Linked DNA regions of Mus musculus: regions 1 and 3 are each linked to region 2. Evidence: chromatin contacts called from public Hi-C data. All regions are on one chromosome and are shown on one strand. Each heading gives the region's core, a stretch centred on a gene start, on an enhancer-like site or on the middle of the called end of the contact. The rest is flanking DNA. Distances are from core to core; before and after follow the strand shown.

Evidence for each region. A called contact is a pair of places that touch in the nucleus more often than the background predicts.
Region 1: a contact with region 2 is called in a Hi-C map of liver, with 2.5 times the contacts expected there. The contact joins two enhancer-like sites. A contact is called at or near these places in 5 of 484 Hi-C or Micro-C datasets (bone marrow-derived macrophages and liver) and 2 of 115 datasets of contacts at active chromatin or transcription factors (hepatocytes and kidney).
Region 3: a Hi-C map of liver shows a contact between it and region 2, with 2.9 times the contacts expected there. The contact joins two enhancer-like sites. A contact is called at or near these places in 2 of 484 Hi-C or Micro-C datasets (both in liver) and 3 of 115 datasets of contacts at active chromatin or transcription factors (hepatocytes, kidney and liver).

What each region holds. Positions count from the first base shown.
Region 1 is chr8:116,365,189-116,369,284 of GRCm38.p6, reverse strand. No RefSeq gene overlaps it. Among named protein-coding and RNA genes, the nearest start is that of Gm31278, 15 kb to the right of the region's middle. Within about 2 kb of position 1,549, at least 26 of the 459 cell types and tissues checked have an H3K27ac peak or open chromatin away from gene starts, as enhancers often do. A contact at or near this core is called in hepatocytes and liver, where this site is marked.
Region 2 is chr8:115,982,117-115,985,678 of GRCm38.p6, reverse strand. No RefSeq gene overlaps it. Among named protein-coding and RNA genes, the nearest start is that of Gm31164, 77 kb to the right of the region's middle. Within about 2 kb of position 2,123, at least 13 of the 459 cell types and tissues checked have an H3K27ac peak or open chromatin away from gene starts, as enhancers often do. A contact at or near this core is called in hepatocytes and liver, where this site is marked.
Region 3 is chr8:116,282,695-116,286,376 of GRCm38.p6, reverse strand. The region is part of intron 2 of Gm31278 (a long non-coding RNA gene); the gene reads left to right. Among named protein-coding and RNA genes, the nearest start is that of Gm31278, 68 kb to the left of the region's middle. Within about 2 kb of position 1,881, at least 2 of the 459 cell types and tissues checked have an H3K27ac peak or open chromatin away from gene starts, as enhancers often do. A contact at or near this core is called in hepatocytes and liver, where this site is marked.

The DNA of each region.
Region 1 (4,096 bases), core at 300-2,799, 380 kb before region 2:
TTCTCACACTGGGTCTTCTGCTGTCTGACCTCCCCCACTTGGAGAACGAGGCACTCACGGGCCAGGGCTGATATGATTGTGTTTGATTCAGGGCCATTCCCTAGTCAGAGCAGATCCTTTTTGGAAACTCCTCCCTCCTCCCCTCCCCCCCCCCCTCACGCATCTCAGGCCACTCATATCTATTTGTAGTTGGGTGCAAACATCTGCCCTTGGCTTGTGACCTGTTTGGTTCTAGGATGGCTATAGGATTTCAGTCAGACGCTGCCGCTCTTCCATTGGCGATCTGGAATCCCCAGCCCCTCCCCGGCCATTTCCACCAGGATGGAGATTGCTCTCTGAGGTTTTATTGAGCAAAGCACCTGACTGGAATAGGCTAATGTGATGGCCAGCTGTACCTACCTCAAGATGGCTCTGAGGAGAACCATCTGGACGAGAACCCATCAGATGTGGCTAACTTCGATCCAGAGTGAGATAAGCTTAGAACCAAGGCTGATGTTCTGGGCCCCACACCAGCAGGCACTGTGAATCTTAGGTCTGGGGAAAGGGCATGGCTCTCTTAGAGTTGTCTTTTAGTTTGTTTCTTTGATGAGATCTCCCTTCTCTTTGGCACGTGAGGAGAGCACTACCATCAACTATGTCACCAGCATCCAGATTTGACGCTTAGTGTCATTTACACTGGCAGCATCTCCTGACCCCAGACCTGTGTGTTCTCTCCTGGCCTCAGTGTCATTTCTGAGAAAAAGAAATGGGCATCGAATATCACTTATTTGCGATAGGCTGAATAGGTCCTCTCTGAATAAGCCTCTATCCCATCCCCTAGAGCCCTCAAATGTTCATTTATTTGGAAAAAAATGAATCTTTGTAGAGTGATTAAGGGTTTTAAGATAGAACGTAATTAATTATTTTGGATTACTGGTGGGCCGATGGGGTTCAAAGGGACCTTATAAAAGAAGTCAGCAAAGTGGATTCCTCAAGGCTCAGGGAGGAGAAGGGAGTGTGAAGACGGGCAAGAGATTCTTAGGAGATTGGGGGTGATGTTGCAACGACGTGCCAGGCATGCCAGAAGCCACCAAAAGTACAAAAAGAGAAAGAACTGTTTTTCTCTGGAGCCTCCAAAAAGACCCCAGAAACACTAAGGATAGATCTCTGGTTTCTAGGAATCTCACACATTTCTCTTTAAAGCTACTCTCTTTTTGGTAATTTGCCACAGGTACTGGAAATGAATACATGCCACCATGGCGTTATCAAGAGGGTCAGTCAATTTATGTCATGTTGCAGACATGTCAGTCTGTTTGTTATTGAATAAGTTCTCAGTAAGTATTAGCAAATAGTGTCATTTTATTTTGAAGCTAGGGAAAGCGTTGGCAGAGGATGACCGAATGGTGGGGGTGGGGGGCGGAGTGGGTGACCTGCCAGGGTCACTGTGATTTGCAAGCTGGACTTCTATCTTCTCCTTTGGCTGAAGGGATTGAATAAGTCCTGCCCTGCCTGGCTGCCCAGAGTTAAGGGATCAAATGAGTTAATGAACACGACAGTGCTTTTGCACAGCAGCCGTGTAAACGGCTAAGCTGTAGTCACAAAAGCTGGCACCAAACTGAGGCAGCCTAGGAGAGGGCCAGCCTGCAGCTTTGTTACTGGGGTGAGGTCATCTCTCTGGGCTTTTGTTCTTGCCTCTCTGAGCCCATTTGCTGTCCCCGCAACCTGGCCCCTTCAGCCCTGCCTGGAACCCCACACACAAAGTTCCAAAGGTCCCAGCAGTCCCAGCAGTCCCCGAGCCTCCCCTAGGGCACATTTCCTTTTGTTTCTATTTTTAAGAGTTATAACCAATAGATAGATAGATAGATAGATAGATAGATAGAAAGAAAGATAGATAGATAGATAGAAAGAAAGAAAGAAAGAAAGAAAGATAGATAGATAGATAGATAGAAAGATATATAGGTAGGTAGATAGATAGATGATAGATAGATAGATAGATAGGTAGGTAGGTAGATAGATAGATAGATAGATAGATAGATAGATAGGTAGATAGAAAGATATATAGGTAGGTAGATAGATAGATGATAGATAGATAGATAGATAGATAGATAGGTAGGTAGATAGACAGATAGATAGATAGATAGATAGATAGATAGATAGATAGATAGATAGATAGATAGATAGATAGGTAGATAGATAGTAGTGTTTAACAGTGATGCTCTCAGGGCTAAAGTAAATAGATCATCTTCCCTTGGTTTCACTGAAAGTGCCACATGCTTCTGATGAGTATCTTTTAGCCCAGAGACCCAGAGTCAGGGTGTCAACTTAGATAAGAACACGTCAACCCTTGCCAAATGCTTGCCTGTGGTGAAGTCCTCTGTGAAGATACCCAGCTTCCCCCAGAGAGCTACTGGGACAGCCTCAGGGGGCCCAGGAAGGCGCTCAGGAAGGAAGTGGGGGAGATCATGCTGACATGTTGACTTGCTTTGTCTTCTCCTGGCCTTTTCTCCTTGTTACTGTATGTGTTTATTTTGATGGGTGAATGGATAGGTGGGGTATGTCTTGTGTATATTCATGCATAACTTCGGGTTCTTGTTTCACACTCTGGTGATGTTCCCTGGGAGCTGCCTTCCTTTTCTCCTTCTCTTTCTCCTTCTCCTTATTCTCCTCCCTCCTCCTCTCCCTTCTCCTTCTTCCTCCTCCTCTTCCTCCCTCCTCCTCCTTCCTCCTCCTCCTCTTCCTCTTCTCCTCCTCCTCTTCATCCTTCTTTCTTCTTCTTCCTCTTCCTCCTCTCTTTCTTCTTTTCTTCTTCTTCTTCTTCTTTCTTCTTCTTCTTCTTCTTCTTCTTCTTCTTCTTCTTCTTCTTCTTCTTCTTCTTCTTCTTCTTCTTCTTCTTCTTCTCCTTCTCCTTCTCCTTCTCCTTCTCCTTCTCCTTCTCCTTCTCCTTCTCCTTCTCCTTCTCCTTCTCCTTCTTCTTCTACCAGTGTGTGTGTATGTGTGTGTATGTGTGTTCATGTTTATTTATTCTGTTGTTTCTGGAAGTCAGGGATTGATGTTAAGTATCTTCCTCTGTTACTAATCTCCACATACACACACACACACACACACACACACACACACACACACACACACACATATATATACATATATATATATCGTTTTATTTATGTGTAAGTGTGTGTGTGTGTGTGTGTGTGTGTGTCCCCGTGTGTGTGTGTGTGTGTGTGTGCCTTCTGAGTTCAGGTATCCACAGAAGCTACAAGAGAGCATTGGATTCCCTGGAGCTGGAGTTACCTGAGATGCCTGATGTGGATGCTAGGAACTGAACTCAGGTTCTCTGTAAGAACAACGATTAAGTAAATGTTTTAAAGTGCAGAGTCATTGCTCCAGCCCCCCATCCGCATTTTACCTTTTGGGGGTGCACATCTCTCATTGAATCTGGCAGAAACACTAGGAAGAGACTAGTTGGCCAATGAGCCTTCTGGATCTTCCTGTCTCTCTCCCCTACATGCCCTGGGTCACAGGTATGTGCTACCAGGCTTGGCTTTTACACGAAGAACTCAGGTTTCCATGCTTGCACAGAGGTCTTTATACTTACTGAGCTGCCTCCCCAGTCCTTTACCCTGAGGTTCAGGTAGGCTGGCTGGGCAGTGAGTTCCAAGGGCCTGTCTCTGAAATGACTTGTGTGTCCCTAAGATGCCCAAAGGTATGCATTGTGAAGACTGCCAGCCCACAGTTGAAGAATCTTGCCCCCCTTTTTCTTAGATCTTTACTTATTTATTTTATGTATATGCATACACTGTAACTCTCTTCAGACACCAGAAGAGGGCATTGGATCCCATTACAGATGGTTGTGAGCCACCATGTGGTTGCTGAGAATTGAACCCAGGACCTTTGGAAGAGCAGTCAGTGCTTTTTAAGTGCTGAGCCAGCTCTCCAATCCTCCCCTCCCTTTCTTTATCACAGAAGCATGGTGCTAGACCAGACTCTAGACCTCCTACACTGGTTAGCAGTGAAGAAAACTAGAGATAGAAGCTAATCAGGCAGGGAAGAGACCCCAAAGCATCAGTTCTGAGAATGCCCCCAGTTTCTGCCATATGTCCTTTCAAGAGCCTCAGGC
Region 2 (3,562 bases), core at 874-3,373:
CTTTAGGTGCTTTCTTGAGAACAGAAGCATCTGTGAAGAGGTCTGTGGGTCTGTCCTCTCAACGGATGTGACTCCAGGTGGGCCAGGTCTCTGACCCCAGGGATATGGGTCAACTCAACTCCAGAGCTGGCTCTTCAGTTTATCAGAGTTTGTTCAGGCAGGCCTTGGCGCTCAGGGATACTCAAATCAATGATAGCTTCATGATCTGGTATATCAGCTCGACTCACAGCCAAGCATGGGTAACACAGTGTTTGCCTATAGATGGGAAATTCACTAAAAGCTCACACCCTCCTTGCCCACCTTGGGCCAACACAGGCCTTGGTATCACTGAGAACATGGGTAGAGGGTAGACATCGCAATCGCTGAGCTGTCCTTAGAAACTTCTCTTTTGAGGGAGAATGAAGGAAAAAAGGAAGAGGAGAAGAGGAGGAGGAGAGGGGAGAGAAGAGGATGAGGAAGAGGAAGAGAAGAGCAGGAAGGGAGAAGGGAAGAGAAAGGAATGAGAAGAATGGAAGAGGGGGACAGAAGGGAGAGGAAGAAGAGGAAGTGATACCTCATCTCTCAACAAGAAAGGTTTCTCTCTGCCTAGACCTGCTATGGTTCTAGAAGGTTACATTCTTGGGCAAGGAATGAGCCTCTTATCTGTATCCTGTTCTCTAGCATCTCCCATCACCCTTAGGGCACTCACTCTGCTCTGCAGAACTCTGGGCTTCTGCTTCCTCCACATCCACACGATTGTCCCCCCTTCCCCATTGTCCAAGACGACCACTAGTGTGTTACTCTCAGCTGCTTATGCCTGCCAGCCTCTGGGGCAGTTATGAGAAGGGTCTCTCCTACCTTCTTCTTCCTTCCATCTGTAAGGTTTTAATCTCTCCATCCAGCTTTAGCATGGCTGTCTCTTCTCCAGCTCTGGTGGGGCTCCATTCAACGTTCTTACAGTGCAGTGTGCAAACTCACAGGCTCTCCCAAGGCATGGTAGGTGATCTGTTGGTACCACGCCTCTCCCAATCACATTCACACTCAACTCGTCACTTCTCTGGAGCACCCTGTGAAATGGGTAATTGAAAACGCAATTTACAGATCAAGAAACAGAGTCCAGAGAGCAAAACCTTGCCTGTATCTACAGGGTGTTAAGAGGCAGAAGTGGGATTTGCTTGGATACAACCCAGCTCTGGTGTTGAGAGATTGAGCTCGGGAGTAAGCCAGGAGGGAATTCCATTCCCACCCAGGACTCTCCCCAGCTGTGTGACCTCGGATGCGTTACGTTAACTCTGATCTTCAGCTGCTGAAGAGAGCGTGCACTCAGGACGAAGGTGGCCATGAGTGTTGAAATATGCCCTCACTGTGTAGTAAATACTAACAGTATTTGTCCTGATAATAATTAGTATTCTCACATCTCTGACGATTAGACCTAATGACAGTCTATCCCACAAAGGGCAGGGACTCTGTTGTTGTAACCACAGGGCTGTGTACAGAGCTTAGCAGATGTGTGGGTGTTAGTAATGGAGAAAGAAGGAATAAACCGAACACTTGTACTCTAACACACACTGTGTGTCCAATGAATATTAATTTCAACTATTATTATCAGTAATTCCCAGGAGCAGTATGACATAGTTTCATTTCCAACAAGGTGAGATCGTGAGGTCGCAGAGCTTCGGTTATGTTTAACGAAGGGCAGCTAGACTACCATAGGGATTCTAGAGACGCATGGTAAAATTGGCCACCAGGCCCACTGAGCTTCAGAAGTGTCTTCAGAAGTGTTTTCCCTGCCATACCACACAGAGGGCTCCTGTATGTCAGAGTTCAGAACCGGGGTTTAGACCCAGGAAGAGTCAAATGGGGGCGAAAGGCAGCACAGACCAATCATTTACCTTGCCATGAGAATCACTAACCACGGGGCCAGGTTCAATATTAGGGCAAGTTACATATCAATTGGGGAGTCATTAGTTCCTGTCCGTCCTCGTTCTGGGACAGCAGTTGGCACTGAGCCTGCCCACGTGAGTGAGCTGGGAGCTGGCAACATGGCCTCTGACTGAGAAAAACAAGACACCAGAAGGGTTTATGCTCTTGAGGCTAAAGGTCAGCCACGATGTGATCACCCTGTCTGGAGGGCTTTCAGATCTGTCCACAGAGATGAGCAAAGTCCCGGGAACACTAAAGGCCTAAGGGGCCCTGAGCTGTACTGACCACAGGGACATCAGGTGCTTTTTCCTGGGTTTTCAACAGGGCACTGGGAAGGGCATAGCACCCTGTTCTGAGGCCCAGGGGCACATGGACTCTAAGGAAGCATGTTGTCACTCCTCCTGCTAACCTAAGTGCAGGCTCTGCAGAGACACTTGCCTCACTTGCCCTGTGTCTGACGGTGCTGGGGAATCCATGTGTGATGTCATGGAACCCTCACAAATGTCCCTAGAGGTATCAGAGAGGACTGCTGCTAAGGCTGTGAGAACAAGGGCATCCGGAAAGCCTGAGCAGGCAAGCCAAGCCACTGCTAAATGGCCAAGAGGTTTTGCAATGGAATCCAATCCAGAGTGGCTCCCAACACAGCTACTGGGTGGATGTGGATACCCCCTGGAAACAAACCTACTCTCTTGTTTCTTATTCATGTTTTAATTTTGTTCACATCAGTCCCTGGGTCCATGCTGGCTCACTCAGATCCTCTTGTGACTGTGGTAATTAACAGACACAACTGCCAATGAGAGAGAAAGGACATGCTTCTATTAGAGGGAGTGTCCTCTAAGAAATGGGTTCATTTTCCTAGAAGAAAATGGAGCAGATCCAGCCCATCTGTCCATCCCCTTATGCCTGAAATGGCTAACATGACAGTAGCCTTCTTATGCCTATGAGGGAGCAAAGCTGGAGTCTCAGAGCACACAGAACTGGGATCCTTGCAAGCCTGCTGTAACACTTCTTCAGGATTTCTCACAATCCAACAAAACCCAGTAAATCAAAACCAGGCAGCACTGTCTGCCCTCTTCACCCATCAAATCTCCCACTCATTATACTGTGCTCAGAGGGACCATCTACGTAGGGCATATCTACAAGGTGTCAGTCTGTGCCTTCAGGGAGAATGGAGAAATAAAGACATAGCAAACACTGTAGGCAGACTATAGCTACAGCTGAGACTTGAGTGCTGCAAACAAGCTTTTCAGGACTGGCTGCTTCCAGGTTACTCTCTTTTGAGTTGGGAAACTGGTTTTGCTCCCCTGCTGGGCAGGTGTTAGCAGTCATCTCTGACCTTCTAATTGTACTTATCCTGTCCTAATGAGCATTTAATAAGCAGCGACTGGGCATCTAGCTCTGAGACAATCAAGCGACCTCATCCCTTACTTCATAGTCAAAGATAACTCAGTTTAGGATGCTCACAACAAAGAGGGAAAAGAGATGCATGTATCCTGTTGGAGTTAAAGGCACAATTAGAATACAGAACCTCCCAATCTGGTATCTGGTTGCAGGCAAGGAGGCTTCCTAATATGCTACTTGGTCTTACTTGAGTCACTTCTGTGTTGGAATAATTAGTGCAGATAGAAGACCTTTTAACTGAAGCCAAGTCCCAGATATC
Region 3 (3,682 bases), core at 632-3,131, 300 kb before region 2:
CTTCTTGGTCATGATGTCTGTGCAGCAATAGGAACCCTGACTAAGACAGAAGGGTTCAAGAACAAGAAGTGAAAAGAATTGATACAAAACACCCAAGAGAACAGGGGATACACCCAACTTCTGACTTCCAAGTCCTCTCCAGGCCTGGGATGAGATGAGGCAGGGCAGGCAGCTGGAGGGAAGGTGGCCACAGCAGAAGGTCCGCTTGTAAAGAACTGAGAAGCCTGAGGTGACCTGTGGTAACCACTTGCTTTAATCAAATTGAAGTAGCAGTTCTGAGAGAGACCCTGAAAGACGGACCTTTACCTAGAACTGAGTGGTCCACTTCTGCAGAGGCCATGGACTCACTTGCTGGGGATGAAGAGTTGTAAGGAGAGGAAAGGAGGAAAGTAGCCCTCGGGGAAGGGATGATGATGGCCATTCTTACAATCCAAGCTATACTAACAGGGAGTGACAATGTAGCCTTCACCTCCCCACACTGCAGAGCCCCAGTGGAGGACCAGAGTCCCCAAAGTGAGTCTGATATAGTTTGAGTTCAGATGGAAGATATACCAGCATGGGCATGTATCATGTAACATGAGATAATCTACTGAAATGTCATTTTAATAGTGTGTCCAATATGTCAGGCCAACCAGACATAGGGCATAGATAGTGGCAGAGATGCAGCTTAACATAACAACTCAGTTGTCTATAACATATTGGTTGGGTTAAAGCTCCAGAGCTAGGCTGGACTTTAGGAACAGTACCTCTGAGGATGCTCAAATGTGGAGTTCAAGTTGGGGCAGAGTATAAAGGCTAGGCTAGAGGGGAATTGAATCCTCTGCCTCCCGAGTCCTAGTGAGGACTTGCAACTTTGTTCCTCTTATGGAGAGTCATGGGATCTAAAGGGAATGGTGCTATCCACTTTGTGCCCCCTGAATCTAGATGGACTGAACACAAAGATTAAGGTGGAAGGCAAGGAGGGGGACTCAGGAGGGCCCAGGAGAGGGGTGAGACCAGGATGGACAGGAAGAACACCAGCGTAAATACCAGCGTAAGAGGTTTCTTTCTACACCAGTTTCCACTTCTGTTTCTCCGATGAGCCTACAAGGGCCCAGACATCAGTAGAGAGACAATGCTCATGGCTACTTTAATCAAAATCCCTGACAGAAACAGCTTGGGGGAGAAAGGGCTTATTTTGCCTCAGCGGTTTGCTTGATGGAGCATAGCGGGGGAGTCACGACAGAACTCATGGTGGCAAGATCTGTGGTGCAGACCTCTTGCGTTGTGGCCCAGCATTAAAGTGAGGATTACATTAGAACCTAGTGGCTTACCTGTACCAGCTATGCTCTGTCCCCTAAATGTGCCATAACGCTGTGAGCAGTTAAAATTGAAGCCCGTGTGGGACCTGCCAGATGAAAGACTGTATTAGTTACCTCTCTTGGTGCTATGATGAAGTGCTCGACACTAGCAACTTCAAGAAGGAAGGATTTATTTGCCGCCATAAATTCTAGGTACTGCCCATTATGGATGGCCGTGCAGTCACGACAGTAGGAGTGGCGGGAGGCAGTTGGTAAAATCACGCACGTAGTCTGAGAAGAGATGGCTGCTGGTGCTCGGCTTTCAGGAGCTTGGCTCATGGATCTGGTTAGGGTAGGACTTCCCTTCTCTATTAACAGAGTCTATTAACTTCCTCGTAGGTACACCTAGAGGTTTGTCTCCTAGGCGCCTGTAAATTTTGCCAATCAATACTAGCCAACACAAAAACACGGCGGATAGGCACGAGAGAGTAAATACAGAGCTATTCTTATAGCGTTGAAAAACAAGGTTTATAGAAACTGATGTGGGGACACACACGTGAGTATTGGACAACTGGCCAGAGGACAGAGGGACTAAGGTCTGAGGTTGTTGTGGAGCTGATCTAAAGCAAACATGCTTAGCTGGAACCCCTGACAGACAGATCTCTCTCTCTCTCTCCCCATCTCCCTCCCTCCCTCCCTCCCTCCCTCCCTCCCTCCCTCCCTCCCTCCCTCCCACTTCTTCTTCCTCCATTTCCCTCCCCCTCCTTCTGTCTTTCCCTCCCTCCTCCCCACTAACCGTGTGTGTGTGTGTGTGTGTGTGTGTGTGTGTGTGTTAGAGATGGACTTGAGGGCACCTGGCTCTCGATCCTATTTTCTGTACACTCAGTCCTCTGTGCTTCCTGCCCTTTGACATTTGGCCCTTGACCTTTGGTGTACCTCTCCCAGGCCTCTCCCCTCCCCCTTCCTATCCAGCTAAGCTCATTCTCAGCTACTCAGATTTCTATTCCTCACTTACTCCACAGGGCTTCATGTATCTCATTCCTTCTTCATCTCACTCCGGGATTCTTAAATGTCACCCTATTTCCACACTCAGGCATTTGCCAACACTCCCCTCTGGACTTTTTCTTAATAAGCTCCTGGGCTCTTGGCTCAGACCTTAAACATGTCACTTGATTAGTGTTTGAACATAAGCAAACAAAAAAAATGATAGCCTTCTATAAAGTGGCAAACATTAACTCTGGGATTTCTAAAACACACCCAACATTTTTAAAGACCTCTGGGAAAATATTAAATTAAAAACTGTCTGTGTTTTATACAACCTATGAGAACAGCCTCCCCTGTAGCCTAGGACTCACTTGCTCCCACCAGCATGTGTGAGTATAGACTGTTTGGTTATGACAGTCTTCCTGAAGAAATTGGTGATGAACATTGACTATAGCTCAACAATTCTTCCTCATGGCCAATTAAAAACAACCCCATCTGCAGCCTTCCTTCTTCCCTCTTGCTTCAGTGTGTGGGCTGCTTCTCTATAACTCAATAGAATCAGAGAAATTGATCTACAAAGAGATTTTTCAGATCTATAATTTTACCACAGTTGGGAGAATATGAATAGCTGAATTGACCACAGTGAACTCTCCACTGAAGGCTTGCCCCAGATATTCCTGGGGAAGGAAACAGGTTCACTGAGCATCTACTATGTTCCAAGTGCTAAACAAAGTGTCTCCTTGGTCCATTCCTATTCAGTCCTCTTAATGGCTCTGCAGCAAGATAGATTATCATCTCTCTGGTGTAGACAATAGAAAGGCAGCTTGGGATGTCATTGGCAAACGGTTTAGATTTACCCAAGTGGGAGAGCTAGGATTGAAGAACTTAAACTAACATTTGCTTTGGTTTTTTTGTTGTTTTGTTTTTGTTTTTTCAGCGAGTATGTGTGTGGGTGTGCACAGGGGCATGTGTGTGTTTGTGTGCAGACACACATCTATATTTAAGCATATGTGCATGTGTAAGCGTATTTATGTGGAGATCTGATGTCAACTTTGGGTGCTATTCCTCAGGTGCCATTCAGCTTGGTTTTTATCATGTGTGCACCTTTGTGTGCATATGGAGGCAAAAGGAAGATGACGGGTGTCCTGCTTTGGCTTATCCCCTTGAGACAGGGTTTCTGTCTGGACCTGGAGCTGGATTGAGAGCCTCGCCAGCCCCAGTGATTGTTTTGTCTTCCCCACGATGCTGCAGTTACAGGCACTTGTGGGATCTCCTGAGAGATGGTGTAACAACACCTTAGGATTTAAACTCAGGCTGACATGCTTGTGTCCCAAGTGTCCTTACCCATGGAGACACCTCCATCCCTCTCCTTATTTTATTTATTTATTCTTTTGAGACAGAATCTCTCACTGAACTTG